Regions from separate parts of the Sus scrofa genome. Here region 2 is linked to region 1. The links are chromatin contacts, called in public Hi-C maps. All regions are on one chromosome and are shown on one strand. The core of a region is the stretch at or near the end of the contact, and the rest is flanking DNA. Distances in the headings are between cores, read along the strand shown.

What was found. A called contact is a pair of places that touch in the nucleus more often than the background predicts.
Region 2: a Hi-C map of skeletal muscle shows a contact between it and region 1, with 9 times the contacts expected there. The contact joins the promoter of DOHH here to the promoter of PIP5K1C in region 1. A contact is called at or near these places in 2 of 5 promoter capture datasets (fetal skeletal muscle and liver), 19 of 47 Hi-C or Micro-C datasets (alveolar macrophages, brain, embryonic fibroblasts and 11 more) and 1 of 2 datasets of contacts at active chromatin or transcription factors (alveolar macrophages).

Annotation. Positions count from the first base shown.
Region 1 is chr2:74,975,903-74,978,602 of Sscrofa11.1, forward strand. PIP5K1C (phosphatidylinositol 4-phosphate 5-kinase type-1 gamma) reads left to right here and starts at 1,364. Exons shown (of 18, transcript XM_021084102.1): 1 at 1,364-1,596. The coding sequence starts at 1,503.
Region 2 is chr2:75,163,182-75,165,881 of Sscrofa11.1, forward strand. It overlaps DOHH (deoxyhypusine hydroxylase), which reads left to right and starts at 1,355. Exons shown (of 5, transcript XM_003123042.4): 1 at 1,355-1,693. It also overlaps a transcript of FZR1 not described here.

The DNA.
Region 1 (2,700 bases), core at 114-2,613:
AACCCACTGAGCAAGGGCAGGGACCGAACCCGCAACCTCATGGTTCCTAGTCGGATTCATTAACCACTGCGCCACTGGGAACTTCTATCATTCTTAATATAATAAGTGAACACATAGATTCCCAGCATGGTTCTTTGTATGATTCCAAGCATGTGGCTTCAGCCTTCTTAGTTCCTGTATTCTCATGTGTAAATGGGGATGATAATAGTTTCCATCTGGTTGATCAATATTATCAAATATTTATTGTCTTCTAGGTGTAAGGTTCTGTGTAGGGTACTGGGAATATATTGGTTTTAAAAAAAAGCAAACAGAAACAGTCCCTAACTTATGGACTTATGGAGACGTTGCATGTGAAGGCTTTAGCACTGAGTTTGTCATTTAGAAACATTACTGGAGTTCCCATCGTGGCTCAGTGGAAACGAATCCGACTAGGAAACATGAAGTTGTGGGTTCGATCCCAGGCTTCACTCAGTGAGTTAAGGGTCAGTGTTGCAGTGAGCTGTGGTGTAGGTTGCAGTTGCGGCTTGGCTGGCTGTGGCTGTGGCATTGGCTGGTGGTGACAGCTCTGATTCTACCCCTAGCCTGGGAACCTCCATATGCCACGGGTGCTACCCTAAAAAGACACACACACACAAAATATTATTATGTATAACAATTTTTTACTACGTTATACATAATGTTATATATCATAAGTATTTTTACATTGCATATTATTATTACTTGTCATAACATCTATTTATTTAAAAGTAACATTAATATATAATATCACACATAATTTATATACTGTGGATTAAATTACTTATTTTTATGTAACTTATTATTTATCTTAAACATGCAACATATGTAATATAAACGTTACTCTTAATATGATAATTTTATTTATTTTATTTTTGTCTTTTTGCCATTTCTTGGGCTGCTCCTGCGGCATATGGAGGTTCCCAGGCTAGGCGTCGAATCGGAGCTGTAGCCACTGGCCTACGCCAGAGCCACAGCAACCCGGGATCCGAGCCGCGTCTGCAACCTACACCACAGCTCACGGCAACGCCGGATGGTTAACCAACTGAGCAAGGGCAGGGACCGAACCCGCAACCTCATGGTTCCTAGTCGGATTCGTTAACCACTGCGCCACGACGGGAACTCCAATATGATAATTTTAAACTGTAATTATTTACACTCAGTACCTATAATAACGGTGTTCCATACCAAAGCAATATTTAAGTGATGGGAAGGTGCTGCCCTTTTACCCCCTGGGCGCGTGAGGGCGCTCGCGGTGCTCCGGGGGCCAGGGAAGCACGCAGGCCCCGCCCCCAATCCCCGATTGGCTGCGCGCGCGATGCGCGATGGCGCAACGCCTGGCCCCGCCCTGGCCCCGCCCCTCGCTCCCTGGGCCCGACCCCCCTCCCTGCTCTCTTTAGCCGGTGGTGGTTGTTGTTCAGCGGCGGCGGCCGCAGCTTCGGTCGTAGCCTCCGGCCGCCTGCCCGCCGGCAGGTCCGCACGCGGCCATGGAGTTGGAGGTGCCGGACGAGGCGGAGAGCGCCGAGGCCGGGGCTGTGACCTCGGAGGCGGCCTGGGCGGTGGAGAGCGGTGCGGCAGCAGGTAACGGTTCCGGACCTCCCTCCCTCTCTCCCCGCTCCCCGAATGGACCCGCCTGCCCCCCCCGCCGCGGCCCAGTGGACCCGTCCGAGCCCTGGAGGGGCGTCGGGACCCACAGCGGGGAAGCCGGAACGGAACGTTCCACTCGGGGGCGCTCGCGGGGGTGATGGATCGCCCCACTTCAGGACCGGGGGATGCGCCTCCCGGGGCCAGAGGGAGGATGGAAAGCCCCGCCTTGGGGGCTCCGGGTGGTGCCTCCTGTTCCAGGGGTCTTTGCAGAAGACGCCGGTCTGGGGGCGGGGGCGGGCACAGAGCCCCATTCTGGGAGGCAGTGGGTGGAGCAGCCCCCTTTGGAGGCATGTAGGCAAGATGGGTTCTCACCTCTGGGGAATGAGACCCCTGTTTAGGACGCGCAGCGGGTGGGTGCACTGCCTCCTCGTGAGGGCGCTTGGGGACGACATCCCACCCAGTCTTGTTGTCGGGGGCTGCTACACATGTGGGATAGTGGACTACCCCCGTTCCGGTGGAGGGCCCCGCCTCCAAGGGGTGACGCTGTCCCAGATGTTCCCCACTGCCTGGACCCACTGCTGAGGGCCTCCCACCCTGCGGGTATCAGCTTCCGGGCCTCACCCCTTCCCCTTCAGGCGGTCACGCTGTGGGCGCGTCTTATTGGTCGTGAAGGGCAGGGGCTGCTGTGGTGGAAGTGAGGGGTCTTGGAGGCCAGCTGGGTCAGCCTCCTGACTCCCTTATCATTTTTTGTGGAATTCACCAGATCCGGTTTCTAGTGCACTGACCACTCCTGCCCTTTCTGGGCCTCAGTTTACCTTCCTATAACAGGAGGGGGGTAGGGGGATGACATCTCCAGGCACCTTCAGTGCCAGGGCTCTGCAAGCAGAGGGGGGAGGAGGAGCGCCCCCCTCCCTTTCTCTCTGGATGCTGGGGGGCTACCATGGCGCTGTAGGGTCACTGCTTTCTTGTGTCCCTCTCCTTGGCAGGCCTCCCTCATCCTCTAGTATGGCAGGTTTGGGGAGGGAGGCAGCCTTGCTCAGCCCTGTGGGTTCACGGCCTGCCTTTCCCTGGGGTGGTGTGCAAAGCCCAGCCATTGCC
Region 2 (2,700 bases), core at 105-2,604, 190 kb after region 1:
GTAGTTCTATGTTTTAACTTCTTGAGGAACCACAGTACTGTTTTGATATAATCGCTTACAAGCTCTCTTTTCTTCTTGTAGGCAACATCCTGATGACACCAGTGGTGGTTCAGACTCTTAATAGGAGCAGTAGAAATGACCGAAGTGCCTGGATGCCAACTCTAAGTCAGAGGTGGAGTTAACAGGACCTTGGATTGATAGGATGGGGAGGCTACTGGCTAATGGTTGGTCTCTCCTTCCTACATGTCAAAAAACTTGTATTATCCTTGGAGTTCCCTTCATGGCTCAGTGGTTAACAAGGCCGACTAGGATCCATGAGGATGTGGGTTCCATCCCTCAGTGGGTTAAGGATCCGGCGTTTCGGTGAGCTGTGGTGTAGGTCACAGACACGGCTCGGATCTGGTGTTGCTGTGGCTGGGGCATAGGCCAGCAGCTACAGTTCGGATTCCACCCCTAGCCTGGGATCTTCCATATGCCACGGGTGGGGCCCTAAAAAGCGAAAAAAAAAAAAAAAAAAAAAACCCCAAAACACACACACAAAACCCCTTGTATTATCCTTAAAAGAACTCTTTCTTTTAAATTCCATACCCATTCCAGCCACAAACTATTTGCTCCACCTTCAAAGTTAACTTAGAATCTGAGTTATTTCTGTTTTCTCGCTTCCACCGTTCCCCTCCTTGTCCGTTATCTACTCACCAGTCTGAATATCCTGTTAACAGTCAGGGCATGCCATTTCCCTGATTACGACACTCCAGTGGCTTCTCATTTTGTCAGAGTAAAGCCAAGTTCTTTAAAACTGCACACCCCATAACACGCACCGCGTTGACTTTTTTCTCTTTAGCCCAGCATGTGCTTTTACTTACTATTGTTTGTTTCCTTCAGACAATCAAATGAGGTTTATGAGGGCAAGGGCTTCAGCCCATCGTCCTCAGCGCCCATTTACAATTTATTAAATGATGAATGAATGAATGGGTCAAGTCCTTTATTAATCCTTCCCTTGGAGTTCCGGTCTTGGCACAGTGGAAACGAATCCGACTAGAAACCATGAGGTTGCGGGCACCCTGGCCTCGTTCGGTGGGTTAAGGATCCGGCATTGCCGTGAGTTGTGGTGTAGGTCGCAGACACTCGGCTCGGATCTGGTCTTGCTGTGGCTCTGGCGTAGGCCGGCAGCAACAGCTCGGATTAGACCCCTGGCCTGGGAACCTCCATATGCCGCGGGTGCGGCCCTCAAAAGACAGAAAAAAAAAATCCTTTCCAATCTCGCTTCCAGCCCAGGGAATCCATTAGTCACGCCCCTGAAACTTGACCACGCCCCGGGGACACTACGCATGCTCTGTCCCTAGCCAGCCCACCTCCGTGCTGAATCGGCACAAACCATTTCTACTCGTCCTACCGAGTGGGTAGGCCGCAGAAAATCTCTCGCAGGGGAAGGATGGAAGTTGCCCTTCCGCTTTCCTGAGGAATGCTCATAGACTCCGACTGACGTATGAGTATGAACTCTGGCACAGGTGATAACTCGCGCTTCCGTAGCTCCTCATTCTGTGGAGCCTCTGACTGGATTTCCACCCCCCCGGTGCTGCGTTGGTGTCGTCCGACCCGGTCACGTGGGTGATAAGATGGCGGCCCCCAGAGCACTCTGTGAGCGTCGAGGTTGGTGAAGAGGTGGTGGCAGCGGCGGGAGCCGGACGGTCTGGTAGGTCTTTCGATCTGGGAGCTCGCTGGAGCGTTCTGGCGGCGGGGAGCACAGGGTGGGGTCCAGGCCTGGCGAGCGGGAAAGAGGAGGGCGCCTCATTTGGAATCCCGGCGCTGTTCGTTGGCTGGTGGGGGAGAGTAAAAAGGCCTCCTCCGACAGGTCCCGGCGAGATCTTTCCCCTTAGTTCTGGAGACCCTATCTCTGAGGATCCATTCGCTGAAGAGTCAAAGTGTGGGGCGGGGGTCCCAGATAGGGCGACTCCTTTCTCGGGGTTCTGGAAAAACCAGCCTGTGAGGGGTCCAGTACTGGGGATCCACGTAAACAGTTCTAGAGACATCCAGATGCTAGGAGACTCTTCCAAAGAGCTTTGAGAAGCCTGTCCTCGCTGGGGGATCCTGCAAGCAGCCCTGAGGTATGCCTTGTCGGAGCGATCCCTCTTTGAGAAAGGTATCTGTCAGAAGTCTTTTTGTTGGGAATTCTTGGTTTAGAGGGGCCAGATTTCGGGGATCCTGAACTCTTCATCCCTTACTAATTCTTCGTGTCTGTCTCTAAGACACACCTTCGCAAGAGTGAGCGGATCCCCAGATTCTGACTTGGCTGAGGGCGGGTCCTCCAACCCCACGCCCACACCCTTGAAAAATGGGCCTGAGGTATGAGTGGCAGGCTTCAAGTGGTTAGGTGTACCTCCTTTGTCCTTCAGAGCACAAAGATGGGTGTTGGACTCCCTGCTGGTATTTTAATACCAGCGCTGGTTTATCAAGTGCATCCTAAGTGCCATCATGGTACTCAGTGCTCTATGAACATAACTTCATTCATAGCAACTCTGTGAGGTTGATGTGCCCGATGTTACAGATGATACAGAGTTATACTGTGTATAAAGCGCTTAGTACCGTGTCTGGCAGACACTGGATGGTCAATTCATTCAAGGGCACTTTTTGAATACCTGCTACCATGGTGACAGACGCTGTGCTAGGTCTTGGGGTCATGGCAAGGAAGAAAATAGTGTG